3 separate regions of the Sus scrofa genome follow, and regions 1 and 3 are each linked to region 2. Evidence: chromatin contacts called from public Hi-C and promoter capture Hi-C data. All regions are on one chromosome and are shown on one strand. The core of a region is the stretch at or near the end of the contact, and the rest is flanking DNA. Distances in the headings are between cores, read along the strand shown.

Region 1 (5,050 bases), core at 2,130-4,629, 730 kb before region 2:
TTGCATTTTGAATGGATCTTTTATCCCTGCTCTGGTCATTTGGAAAAAATCAGTTTACTGAGTTATGCAGACCTTCCAAATGTCCCCACCGTTGACACAGAATATCCAAAAAACATGTTTGTTAACACCACCACCCATCTTGTCAGAAAAGTCAAGTATTGATAAACTTTCAAGCTCACAGAGGTTGAGACAAGCTTTCCAAAATTCTAATTTTCACATGAAAGCTTGAATTTTATCACTGCTGATTGTTCTCCTTGTAATGACAGTCTTGCTTCCTCCTACTCAAGAAAATGTCCACCAAATACCCAAATCTGAATAACCACAGTTCAAATTAAAAAAATGTTCCACTAAAAAAGAAACTAGGTCAGTTCATAAGCCAATTGCACAAGAACGTCTCATAACAACCACCTAATTTCACTTTGCATATGTGCTTGATGAAAACACCCCATTTCAAACATACAAAAAAGACATGTATTCAATAGTTGATATTTGATACAATAATTGTAGTGCTATTATGTTATCAATAATATTCTTAAGTGAAACTGGTTTTCTTTTTTTTTTTTTTAAACTACAGGTCTAGTACACTAGTACAGTTCAGTGCCACCGCCCTGATTCATGCTAAGGTACCAGAGATTTTAATTATTAACTTCACACACACTCAAAAAGACAAATAATGTCTTAGTATTAGAAAGTACTCTTCTAATTGGCCTCAGGAATTCCCAGGGTTCCAATCAAGAAGTGACTCCTGTTTCTTAATTTTTTTTTTTTTTTTTTTTTGTCTTTTTGCTATTTCTTGGGCCGCTCCCGCGGCACAAGGAGGCTCCCAGGCTAGGGGTCGAATCGGAGCTGCAGCCACCGGCCCACGCCAGAGCCACTGCAACACGGGATCCGAGCCGCGCCTGCAACCTACACCACAGCTCACGGCAACGCCGGATCGTTAACCCACTGAGCAAGGGCAGAGACCGAACCCGCAACCTCGTGGTTCCTAGTCGGATTCGTTAACCACTGCGCCACGATGGGAACTCCCTGTTTCTTAATTTTAAGCAAGAAATTCTCTAACCACTATCTCCTCTCTTTGCAATGGATCTAGTTCCTTCCTTCTCTCTTTCTCTACACACTCACCTACCCAGAATCCCTACTCTGGTTAAATACAATTCGCTCCTACTCAACCTGCATAGGAACAGCTAAATATGGCTAAAGCAATAGCACCACTAGAGTCACTGGTGTCACTTTTAAGTCACAACCACTGACAAAAAGTGGGCTCTTACTACCATGTTCCCCTAATCAATCCCCTCCTTCTTCCAAAGTCTTAGGCCCTAATAGGACCTCGATGATGATTTCACATCTTCTCCTCGCTCTTTAAACTTCAAACACCTCTTTTTCCCCTTACACTCTGCTGATGACCTTGCTTCTTATTTAACTATGAAAACCGAAATAATAATCAAAAAAGAACATCCTCCCACAAACTCCATCGACCTACCTGTAAATGCACCTCACACTGTCTTTCCTTCTGTTACAGAATCTTACAGTCCACGTTTTTACTCAAGGCCAACTTCTCTACTGTATGTACACTGGATCACATCCTGTTTGGCTACTCAAAAACGGGGTTCCTACAATTTTCCCTCTTCCTTTCATGATAAAATGTTTTCATTTTATTGGATCATTTCTAAAAATTTACAAATATGTTGCAACATCTCGCATCTCAAGGCGGGGGGACACGATCGCACATCTTGCAGCAACCAGAGCCTCATATTTTTGCTCTCTTTTACAGCCAAACTCCAAGAATTGCCTACAAAGGCTATTTCCATTTCCATTAATCTCATCCCATATTAAATCCACTCCAATCAGGCTTTGTCCCAATCTCTCCACAGAAACTTCTCATATCAACATCACCAGTGACCTCCTTCTTGCTAAATTTAAAGGTTGATTTTCAGTTCTTATCTTACCCAAAGAGCAGCATTTGATTTAGTTGATTACTTCCTCCTTCAAACTCTACACTCCTCTCTGGTATTTAAGCAAAGAACCAAGGGGGTGTGGATAGCATTTGATACTCAGGGTCAAGTATCTTATGAATACAATGAATACTATGTATCTATGAAACACAGATGTATTTGTGCCTTTCTTGGGAAGATGAGAGGAGGAGGTCTAAAACCCCAAGGCCGAAACTCTAACACGGCATCTCAATGGAAATGGAATCTTAAGGATAGCATTCAATATCTTTACACAACCCTTGGTAAATGACCAGCCGTGAAAGAGCTTCATCCAGTGCAGTGAAGGAATGTTCACCAAACCACAGCCTACAGCAGAGGCTTTAGGTTGTCTCAAAACCTCAAACTTATTTATGAAAGAGGAACTTCTATCACTCCTATTTTATATGTAAATAGTAGTTTTCTCAAAAGTACCGAATTATTAAGGCGCAGAGCTAAGATTTGGCGGTAGGACTGTCGGACTCCAAAGCTCAAGCCTTCTAAGCAAAATCTTTAAGGAAGAAAAATTCTTGCAAGAAAAATAACTGGATGGATGTCAATTTTTCAAATTCGAAGCTGACTAGGAATTTTTCTTAAATAACAGAAGTAACAATACATGCCCATCAGACACTCTCCCATACATAATTTCCTATTTTGTGGCAATTAAATGACTGTCTTCCTATTTCACATATACGTTTTCTCTGCGGCAGGTTTAGGCATACTCACTGCCTCTAAAATGAAGCTGGCAAGCTGTAAAACTTATTTACTACAGGAGATGAAATCGTATGCCGATGCTCCGCTTGTTCGCCCTTCTTCCATTATTTCATCACACACCTGAAAGTGATCCCAGGGAAATGTCAGCACAGGCCTGAGGCTGCCGAAGTCCACTTCCAGAAGCGAAAGACTAAATAAAAAGAACCCACTAATAAAGTGACCTATGTGCAAGCCCAGGCTCTTCCCAAGCAAGAAGAGCTTTGCTTGCAAAGTACAACACAAGAGGAAAGGTGGGGCGTGTGGTCGCCTTGCCAAAAACGTTCTCTACGGCAGCAACCCAGCTAGACAAGGTGTCCTGACAACAGCCTAGCCTCAAACTTAAGCCCAAGCCGAACCGCTTTGCCCACCCCGCCCCCAGCTGGACCCGGCGGAAGCTCCTAGGGGAAGAGCCCAGTGAAGTCGTCACCTTCAGGAGGCATCCTCTGTCATAGTGCTCGCAGCCCCGCCGTCCGTGCTCCTGCCCGCGGCCGCCATCTTCCCGCGCCGAGGCCGCCATCTCTTCCACAGCCTCTCAAACTCCACGGCCCCTTCCCCCAGGATGAAAACTACGTCCAGAGACCCAGCTCTGCTCCAGCACCCCCCCTCCTGGCTGCTGCTGCCAGCAGAGCCAAGATGGCGGAGGGACACGTGACCCGGGGCAGCCGGATTTCCGGTTCCCGGGGCGACGGGGCGGAAGTGAAGGGAGACGCAATCTCGGTTATCGGTGTTAGTCGCTGCCTTCGCCGCTAACGGTAACAAATCTTAGGTTGTCTCTCCTTTTCTCCCCATTGCTGCCTGCCCACACCCTGGGCGTGGTTCGGCGTGAGGAGGACCGCAGCGGCGCGGAGACGCCCGGTGGCCCTAGAGGAAGGGCCGCTCTCCGGCTGCATCCACACCTGTGACTGGGCGGCCCCTCCCTTTCCCAGCCGCAGCCAGGGCCTCGAGAAGGGGGCGGAGCTCGGCCGGCCTCCGGGCTCGGATCTGGTCCCCACCGGAGCGCCGCTGCTGCTGGGCACCCGTACTTGCCAGCGTCTCACGCCCCACCTTTACCTCCTCTTCTCCTTTACGTCCGCTTCATTCCTTCAAAATGTGTAGTAACATTTACCAGCTACGCGGTGGGGACACACGTGAGAAAAAAACACAAGCCCTGCCATACTCTCATGGAACTCACCAGGCTGGTGGAGGAGGACTTTCATCAGAGAATGTGAAATAAATGTAGGAATGATTACAGCTTTGAGAAGGAGAAGTGTGTTTTCCGAGAGCTAATACTGGAGAGGAGCCGACATATCTGGGTGTCAAGGATGGTTTCCCGGGGGAAGCTCAGGAGTTAGTGTGCCAAGGCGTTGTAGCGGAGGGAACATGGTGCCTAAGGGGCTGTGGATGGGAAATGTACCAGCTACAAAACTGCAATCAGGCGCCTTGTGGCATAGCTAAATATGACTCGCTTTAGTAAAGAGACAAACCCCTCGAAAATTTTATGAGCAAAGTAAACGTTTTGGAAGAAAATACTTGCCTTTGGCTTTCTAACTGATTTCATGCTACCTAACTGAAACATACCAGAACATACTGGGAAAGGTGAATATGTTCCCCTTAGCTTTGAAGTTACTAACGCTTGCCCTTTTAATTTTCTTTCAGTTCTGTTATGAGTTGTTAACACCATGGTGAAATGTTGCTCAGCCATTGGATGTGCTTCTCGCTGTTTACCAAATTCCAAGTTAAAAGGACTGACATTTCACGTGTAAGATTCTGCCCTAGTTAATTATACCAAGTATGTTTTTGACTGTTAGAAAAGCAAAAGGCAGTTCTATTTTCATCTTCAATTTTGAACAGTAGTTCTCAAGTTCTTTTTAAATAACCTTTGTAGTTGAATTTGAAGTGACAGTGATAACTTCTACACTTGTGTGATTTGGTGTGGAAGTGTAAAAAATACCTGCCGAGGTATCATAAGCTGATTAACAAAAATATCATTAAAGTCATCTTTGCTAAGATTCTTACTTTGCATTTTAACATACCATCAAAGAAATTCAGTGTCGTTTACATATAGTTTACAATGTGAATGAAGGATCTTTGCCTAAATATATTCTGTCTTTTAGAAAATAAGTCAAGGTTATGTTTATGTTTAGAAATAGATCAAACTTCCGTGGTAGGAAAAATATATATATAAATTACTAGTTCAGACTAAAGGTTTTGTAGCTGTATTGCAGATAAATTAAGATGGTCCTAATTTAGTATTTTAACCACTCTTCTGGCAGCATAGGAAAGAAAGGACAATAAGATTTAATAATTACTCATTTGCTACAAGTTTATTTTGCTGTTTTTGTGCCAGGCAC
Region 2 (4,433 bases), core at 1,640-4,139:
TCTCCCTGGCACACTCCGTCTTGTGCAGGGTTGCTTAACAGGGTCAAGGAATGCGGCAAGTCCACTTCCCCTGTACTTTGGTTTATTAGTCAGATCAGAGTCCATGCCTCAGGGAGAAAAGCACCAAAAATCAACGCGCACTCAAGCCCCACCCAAGCTGCCTAATAGCGCCTCCCCCCTCCCTGCCCCCACCCGTGAACACAGCCACAGAGTGGCTGAGGGCTGGTAATGAGTACCCAGGGCACTGGGGCGATCAACTGTCCTGCCGGGCTCCCTTGAAACAGCCTTTCAAAGCCACGCAAGAAAATTCAATGGACTATAATTGGATTGCTCAACTCTAGTCACCCAGGAGAGAGGTTACATCCTTGAACAATCTTGCCATGGCTTTGCAGGGGCCCGGGAGTGGAGAAATTTGGTTTAGCTTTTTCTCCGAACACAGGTGCTCAGGGAAAACAATGGCCTTTAAGAAGCTTTGTCTCCCCTTGGCAATGTGAACTTAAAATAAATAAATAAATAAACTATGCTTTGCAATGGCATTTTTTTTTTTTTTTTGGTCTTTTTGCCACTTCTTGGACTGCTCCCACGGCATATGGAGGTTCCCAGGCTAGGGGTCCAATCGGAGCTGTAGCCACCAGCCCATGCCAGAGCCACAGCAATGCGGGATCCAAGCCGCATCTTTGACCTACACCACAGCTCACGGCAATGCCAGATCCTCAACCCACTGAGCAAGGCCAGGGATCGAACCCGTAACCTCATGGCTCCTAGTCGGATTCGTTAACCACTGAGCCACAACAGGAACTCCTGCAATGGCATCTTTTAAAAATTGCCTTTAACTATCAGATTTCAAGTAATTGATGGCTTTTTTTTATTTTATTTTATTTTTTCTTTTTAGGGCCACACCTGTGGCATATGGAGGTTCCCAGGCTGGGAGTCCAATCTGAGCTACAGCTGCCTGCCTATACCACAGCCACAGCAACTTGGGATCCAAGTTGAGCCTCTGACCTACACCACAAGCTGGCAGTAATGGCAGATCCTCAACCCGCTGGGCAAGGCCAGGGATGGAACCCAAGTCCCCATGGATACTAGTCCGGGGTTCATTAACCACTGAGCCACAATGGGAACTCCTAACTGATGGGTTCTAGAAGCCTCTAGTAGGAGTTCCCGGTGTGGCTCAGTGGTTAACGAATCCGACTAGGAACCATGAGATTGCAGGTTCGATCCCTGGCCTTGCTCAGTGGGTTAAGGATCTGGTGCTGCCGTGAGCTGTGGTGTAGGTCGCAGACGTGGCTTGGATCTGGAGTTGCTGTGGCCTAGGTTGGCAGGTACATCTCTGATTAGACCCCTAGCCTGGGAACCTCCATATGCCCAGGGATTGGCCCTAGAAAAAAGCAAAAAGAAAAAAAGAAACCTGTATTAAAGAAATATGCCTGTTGCCACCTAGAATGAAACAATCTTGCTAACTGGGAATGCAGTGATCAAATCCGGAGGTAGCCTGGGCTTTTTTATCCGGCCAGGAGCAAGAGTTAACCAGCAGGAGAAACGAGGCATGAAGTTATGGGTGCTAAGGAGAAAGGCTGCTCCAATCTTTTTCTTTCTTTCCCTTTTGTTTTAGGAAAAAGTGTCTCAGTAACTCTCTTTTTCATCTTTCCACACAGATTGGTGGATGTGGGTGACAGGGCAGAAGAAATGACTCCTGGGGAAGCCATAGGATGGAGAAATCTGAAATGACGAGCTCTCCAGCCCACCTACCTAGGTGGACGGGACTGGCTCAGATTCTGTTATGAATCGAAATGCATCTTTGCCTGAGGTTTACCGCTGTTGAAGAGGAAGAACCATGAGTGAGACAAAGCAACGGAGGATGTTGGTTCTGACCGAACCGGCTAAGTCTGTGGGTGAGCACTGAAATGTCACCCACCCCAGAGGCCTGGCCTGGCTACCCAATGCGAGGCCCAGCCCAGGAAGGCAAGAACACAATAGACCACACACCCGCTTTTCCTCCTCAGCCCCACACCACTTCAGAGGCCTCAGCAAGCAGCCAAAAACCTGTTCCAGCTGTGGTGTCTTTCATTTAGTTTTATTTCTTCATGAAGTCGGAGGGAAACGAGCTTGGGCCCAACAGTGATGGGGCAAAGGGAGGGCCTGGGGTGGGGGTGGGGGAATGCAAATGGTGGAATATAAGGGCTAGCCTTTTAAAAAGTCGAGATCCAGAGTCTTATTATTCTAAAAGGAACACGGTCAGTGCCATTCCTCGCCATCCTTCTTTAACCCTTTCCAGCCCACCCCGAGAAGGCGAGGGCGAAAAAAGGGCTCTGGTCCAGAGGGTTTGCCCGGGCACAGATCCTCCCTGGACAAGGTTCAGCAGTGGGGAGTGGGGTGGAAGTGTGCCCCCAGCACTCAAGCGCCTTCTCTCTCTCTCTCTCTCACACACACACACACACACACACACGCCTCACCTTCTCGATCGCCTGGTCCACGGCCTTCTGGAAGACTCTGGCCACCAGCAGCGTGACGCTGGTCACCAGCAGGAGCAGGGACAGCGTCCCCACCGCGTAGAAGCAGCACCTGCCCATCCTGCGCACCGCTCACCGGCCGGGGGGCGGGTGGCGGGAGGGGAAAGGAGGGAGGAGCACCGCCGCCGCCCCCGCAGCCGCAGTAAGCAGCCGGAAGACCCGGGACCCTCGGGCGGGTGCTCGCCGCTCCCCGCTCCGCGGCTGGACGATCGCGGCCTCGATGCACCCGGCCTGCCGGCGCGGAGTGGAAGGGTCGCTTTGGTTTCGCTTTCCCCCGCCCCGGCAGCGGCGGTGGGGAGGGAGCGCGCAGGGTGGGGACGCTGGCCGGCCCGGCTCGCCGCAGCCCCGGGAGGAGACAGCGGGCAGCTGCGCCGGGAAGCGGGCGGGGCGGGGCGGGGGCTGAGCCCGCAGTCATGTGCCCCGCGGCAGCAGCTGCGATTCGGCCGGATCGACCCCGGCCGGTCCCCGCAGCGCCAGCCGCGCCCCCGCCCCCTCGCCGCAGGCCCCCGCGGTCACCCGGGAAAACCGCGTATCCTCCCGGGCTGTCCCCGCTCCTCGGTCCGGAGCTGCGGGCCTACAAAGGGCCGCGCCGGCAGATTCAGCCTGGATAGGACACTGCCGCTGCTCTAGACGAGCTCACAAGTTAACGGAGACACTGTTACAGCAGCAAAAGCGCAGTGTAACAAGTGCTTTTATGGGGTGCCTGCTGAGATCTGTGCCCGCAAGCATCTCTGCCTGGGTGACCAAGGACCCCACAACAGAACTGGGACTTGGGGGATGGGTAAGGGTTTGTCACGTGAGGGGTGTGTGCGAGGAGGGAGGCAGCATTTGGAGAAGAAACAGCTGTACGACCTTGGGGGTGAGAGAGCAAGATGGTCAGAGAAAAGAAGGAACTTCCTTTGCCCGCAGGCTCAGGTGTGCAGGTTGGGGTGGGAGGTGTGGAGGCCCCCTTGGGGTCAGACTTGGAAGCGCTCCCGTGTCCCGTAGAAGAATTGCGGCTTTATCTTACCGCAGGGAGGGGATCCGCAAGAAGCCTAAGCAGGAGGCCCGGAGGTTCTCACCTGCCTGGTTCACCGATACTACGTCCCAGGCACCGAGACTAAAAGTCCGCGCGCAGCGGGGACTCCATAAACATTAGTTGAGGGAACCCAACTATATGGCAACTATATGGCAACTATATGGCAGTCCTTGGCTAGGCGCCAACACATACCTACTTAATACCCGCAGCAGCCTTGGGGCTGTTGATCCCAGCAGCGTTAGAGAGGAGCAGGGGTGACAGGAGCACCGTTTGAAGGACACGCAGGTGTGGCTTCTGTGCAGGAGCGCGGCAAGGAAGGAAGGAAGGCTGGACAGGACGAAGTACCCAGCGCAGCTCTAAGAAAGTTCAGCAAGGCCTATGGGGGTGGTGTGGGGTGGGGGGGTGTCCTCAAGCCAAAATGGCCTGGTCCAGGAATCCAGCACCCTCCAGGAGCAGCTTCTTAGTCATGACTGGGAGCAGCCCCAGGAAACTGGCCTCTGTCCCAAGCTGGGATGAGCAACAGCAGATAGATTTTAGGGCTCAGCGGCTGTGACAGGGCTCCGGGTCAGGGCTGCTCAGCACTGCAAGGCCTGAAAAGTACATTTTCTTGGTCCCCATGGTAGTAGTATTTCCAGTTTGTACATAAGGAAGCCATGGCTCTGAGAGGTAAGTCATCTAACAAGCTCAACCAGTTGCTGAGTGGTGGATCCTGCTTAGGCCAGAATGCAGGCCTGGTAGCTCCCTCGGTTTTTCTACCCTGTGTGTTGCTGCCTCCCAGCTGCTATCAGTGAGAACCTGGGAACAGTGGGTTCAGCTGGGAGCCTCTGCTGAGGACTAGGTGAGATGCCCTATACCTTCAAAATGGGGGCGAATGGGAGTTCCTGCTGTGTGTGAGTTAAGAATCC
Region 3 (4,358 bases), core at 728-3,227, 550 kb before region 2:
AAATAATGCATGTTAAGAGACACCCATAAGCCCCACTCCATCTCAGAGTTGTATCCCTGATAATGGGGTAGAGTGAGGTCCAGGGAGGAGGTGAGGAGAGGCTCAGGGAGGAGTGAGGCTGAGGGACTGAGTGAAGTTCTTTGCACATATTACTTGGTAATAAAAATGCTGAGCATTTATTGGTTACTTTTCTTAGGCTGCAACAAAATGCCCCATGGAAAATGGCTGAAGCAAAATGTCAAGTGTCTGGTTTTGAAGCAGAGGACAATGCTTTGTGTACAGTATTTTTGGCAGCATGATCTCCCCCACTCTCCAAGTCACCCAGGCTTATAACCCTGGCCCTAGGAAAGGAAACTGCACGGCAGCCTTTGTGATATGGGTTATCTACAATCCCACTGTACTTACAGCTGCAAAAAGAACCTCTCCTCCTCAGCATAATATTCATATATCCTTTAATATTTTCTTCATGTATCCATCAATACCACCTTTATTGGACACTGCTAAGCCACAGAGACATAAAAATGAATAAAATAGCTGTGCCCTTAATAGTCCACTTCAACAAGCATTTACTGAGAGCTTCCCACTTATTAACACCTGCAAAGTGCTAGCATATACCTATGTATCTGGATTTCAGGGAAAGCTTTCAGAAGATGCCAGAATTAGGTCTTAAGGAACTAGCAAGAGTTTCCTTGAAGAAGTGGAGGGAGGGAAGGATATATCCAGGCAGGTATCAGAAGTACACGGGGGAGGCATAAGCTAGAAAAATAGGCAAGAGTCAGAACACAACAGGCCTGTATACCAACCTAAGGAGTTTGGATTTTATCATGGTGAGAATCGGCAACAATTGGAAGATATTAAGAAGAGGACCAACATGCATAGATGTTTTGTCATTGGTAGGCTCACCCAGGCATAGACTGGAGACTGAACTGGAAGGAAGCCATGCCCTGAATGCAGACAAACTAGTTAGGAAGCTATTGCCATGATCTTGGTGAAAAATGATGAGAACATAAACTATGTCAGAGGCAGAGAGGATGGAGAGCAGGGACCTATTTGAGAAATATTCTATAAATAGAGTGACAGGACTTGACTGCAGGACATGTGTGGGTGAAACCCAGAGTTTCAGATTCCTCTCAGCTTCCTCCTTCTAGCTTAGGCAATGCTTTGGAGAGCAGTACTAAGGAGTGGGGTCGGGCACATAGAAGATGCATATTGATTTTTTTTTCTTTCTTTAAGGGAGGCTGGGGAGACCTGCAGTTGGAGGGGTGTATGAATCAATCAGCTAACTGGACCCTGCGCTTTTTAGGTTCAAGACATTTACGAGACCACTCCATAAGCATGTGTACCTGGCACTCTCATTTCGAAAGAAACAAGGCATGACGATTTGAAAAATGACATTTTTATGTTAAAAAAAAAACACTGAAAATATAGGGTTTAGAGTTAATAAAACATCATACTACTAGCTGCCAGTCTGACACTGCAGATCAATGTATTTCCTATCTTTAGATAGGTTTTCGCTTCACACCACTTGAAAAGAGCGGTGTACCTGGTGCTTAGATCCAGGAATTCCTTTTAGCGGGTTTAAGAGCAAGAGCTGAAAAATGCGCCCTCCCGTGGTAGTGGAATGAGGGGGTTCTGGCACCCTTTCTACCACCAAACAAAGCCCTGTAAAGAAATGCAATTTATGGGGATGAGAAGGCCACAATGCTGGTACCGCTACACCGCAAAACCAGAATGAACCCTCCCAGGCGTCGGGACCCCTTACCTGTCACGTCGGCCGAAGGTAAATTTCACTTTCCACTCAACAAAATACGACTCCTGATTTGACAGCCTACAGTAAACCCCACTCGGTGACAATTAAAAACCCTGCAAGCCAAAACGCGTACACTATTCGGATCCTCTCCAGCCGGCAGGGCCGGGCTCCGACCACGTGGGTGGTTGAGGCCAGCAGAAGGCACCCGCGAAGGGCGGGAGTAGGAGGCGTGTCCCTGCGGAGGGAGGCGGGCCCTGCGCAGTGGGCGGGGCTTGACGACCCCGGGCTGCGGGCCTCCGCTCGCCTACTTTCTCCCTTTGCCTTCGCCCTTCGAGCCGCCACGTAATGCCACGTCCCCGCGCATGCGCATCTCGACTGGTGGCGGCGGCTGTTTCCGGGCTTAGGGGGCTGGAGCGGCCGCCGAGCAGGAGGCGGTGGTGGCGGCGGCCGCGGAGTGCAGAGTGCGGGCTCGGAGGCCAGGCCCAGCGGAGACCAGAGGAAGTTATCTTTTTTTTCCCGAAGGGGTAGGCAGAGCCGGTGGCTGAACGGCAAGATGAATTTCCTCCGCGGGGTTATGGGGGGTCAGAGTGCCGGACCCCAGCACACAGAAGCCGAGACGGTGAGAGGAGCGACGGGTCCGGGACTTGGGAAGGGTCCGGGCAGGAACCGGGACGGAGGACTTGGGGCCCGGGAGGTCACCTCCCGCGCCCCGCTGTGGGCGGGGAGTCCACACGCCGCCTCCCCCTTTGCCGGCGTGCCTCCCCTTCCTCTGCCGAAACCCCCGAGTTATATTCCCTCACGCCCCCAGCGCAGCCACCAGCGCAGCGGCTCGGCCCTGCTGACAGCAGCTGCGCCCGAAGCTCCGCAGGCCGCTTGGTGGTGGTCCGAGGGTGATAGCGCCCGGGAAGTGATTGATCCAGGGCAGAGGTGGCCTGACCTGTCTCCCGCGCCCTCGGGCCGCGGGCCTGCCCCTCCCGTTGCGCCAGTGTCTCCACTGGCAGTGAGGAACCTAAAGTCCAGCTCTGTTCTTCGCAGTCTGATATGGGCTTTGGGGAGGACTGCAAGAAGGTTTAAAACCCAGCTGTTGACCGGAGCAAGTGGCTAAGAATAATACGATAGTTTGGGACACAAAGCCACCTGCCCCTGTCCCTTCAGCTGGAGAGACCGGTCGTTCTGCCGGGTGTTATTAGTCCGGACCCTGTTTCAGGCTCACCCAAATGCTTAGGAAACACTAGCCCGGACGTTGTAGGGATCTTTCGCGCTCAGTCCGCTTTGGGAACACATTTCCTTTCCACTCACCCCATTCAGAAGTCTGAACTCGTGATGACATGATTTGCAGCGTCTCTTTTAACAAATTGTGCGCTCCTGCACACAGTAGTTGTTAAGTTGGTTCTATTTTAGGTTTAGGAAGTTTGGTTAATGTCTGTTAGAAAAGCGTGTATATGACATTTTTTTAAAGACGCTTTTACGTTGAGGGTAATTTTAGATCTCCCCAAAAGTGACAAAGTATGACATTTTTAAGGTAAACTTTGGGTAGTGTTCATAGACATGACCTGGTCGTCTGCAAACATGTCCTGTGTTGATGGGATCCTCAGGGGTAAAATAGTAGCATTCATTTGTCAAGCTTGTGCTGGGTATTGTGCTCTTTCAAGTTTACATTCTCCTTAAGCCCCTAACCTCCCTGCTAGATGGGTGATAGTATCCTCACTTTACAACCGAAGAAATGAGGGTTAGAGAGGTGTAGTAACTTGACCCAGGTCACACTGCTAAGAACCGAGCCAAGATTCAACCAGGGTTTGCCTTGCTGGTGCCATGTTTTAAAACTTATCTAGGAATTTTAGAAATTTATACTCTTAAAGTTAACCTCACGAAATCTGAATTAGAACTGTTTAAAGTGGGAGCTGAAAGCTGGTGAATCTGTTTTCCCTCATGTGAAAATCAGGGGCTTCCACATATACACACACACGAACTGATATTCAGCTTCTCTAGTCCACCCCCACATGGCTATAGCAAAGCAATTGAGTGGCCCTGTTAGAAGACTGTGCTGGAATTCTCTTGTGGCTCAGCAGGTTGAGGACTCAGTGCTGTCATTCAGCTGCTCCGGTCCTGCTGTTGGTACAGGTTCTGTCCCTGGCCCAATTGAAGGTGGGGCCAAAAAAGAAAGAAAAGGCTATGATCTCTCCAGGTTATCATTGTCACAGCCCACCTCTTCAGCTTGTGTTCATTTGTTTTATCTGTCTGATATTTTTGTTTGAGGCACCGAGTTTTAAAATGTGGCTTATTAGAGCTTGCTTTGGAGTTAGAGCTTGATTTGAATCCTTGCCTTCCACCCCTAATTGCCTTGAATCGGAGGCAAGAGACAGCCCATACCCTATGAGTAAAATAAGGAAAATGCCTACTCTGATGGGTGTGATGAAGATTAAGTGAAATAAGAAATAGAAAGAGCCTGGCACTTAGTATGTGTTCAGTAGAGGCTAGATTTTTTATTTCATGTTTTAGGGAAAGACTACTCTTTCTTTTTTTGTTATAGTTAACCTTGTCACAATGACTTATATACAAAAGATGATGTATAATTAATTGATTATAGGATGATAAAACCGAAAGGCCC

Evidence for each region. Promoter capture Hi-C pulls out the DNA fragments that hold promoters and counts their contacts. A called contact is a pair of places that touch in the nucleus more often than the background predicts.
Region 1: a promoter capture Hi-C map of fetal liver shows a contact between it and region 2, with 2.2 times the contacts expected there. The contact joins the promoter of THAP6 here to the promoter of SCARB2 in region 2. A contact is called at or near these places in 1 of 5 promoter capture datasets (fetal liver) and 1 of 2 datasets of contacts at active chromatin or transcription factors (alveolar macrophages).
Region 3: a Hi-C map of heart right ventricle shows a contact between it and region 2, with 4 times the contacts expected there. The contact joins the promoter of G3BP2 here to the promoter of SCARB2 in region 2. A contact is called at or near these places in 2 of 47 Hi-C or Micro-C datasets (heart right ventricle and subcutaneous adipose tissue).

What each region holds. Positions count from the first base shown.
Region 1 is chr8:71,178,573-71,183,622 of Sscrofa11.1, forward strand. It overlaps THAP6 (THAP domain-containing protein 6), which reads left to right and starts at 3,380. Exons shown (of 5, transcript XM_003482412.4): 1 at 3,380-3,472; 2 at 4,356-4,458. The coding sequence starts at 4,379. RCHY1 (ring finger and CHY zinc finger domain containing 1) reads right to left here and starts at 3,237. Exons shown (of 9, transcript NM_001097490.1): 1 at 3,148-3,237. The coding sequence starts at 3,237.
Region 2 is chr8:71,907,572-71,912,004 of Sscrofa11.1, forward strand. It overlaps SCARB2 (scavenger receptor class B member 2), which reads right to left and starts at 2,890. Exons shown (of 12, transcript NM_001244155.1): 1 at 2,454-2,890. The coding sequence starts at 2,570.
Region 3 is chr8:71,361,497-71,365,854 of Sscrofa11.1, forward strand. G3BP2 (ras GTPase-activating protein-binding protein 2) reads right to left here and starts at 1,978. Exons shown (of 13, transcript XM_005666759.3): 1 at 1,763-1,978. USO1 (general vesicular transport factor p115) reads left to right here and starts at 2,131. Exons shown (of 27, transcript XM_005666762.3): 1 at 2,131-2,369. The coding sequence starts at 2,304.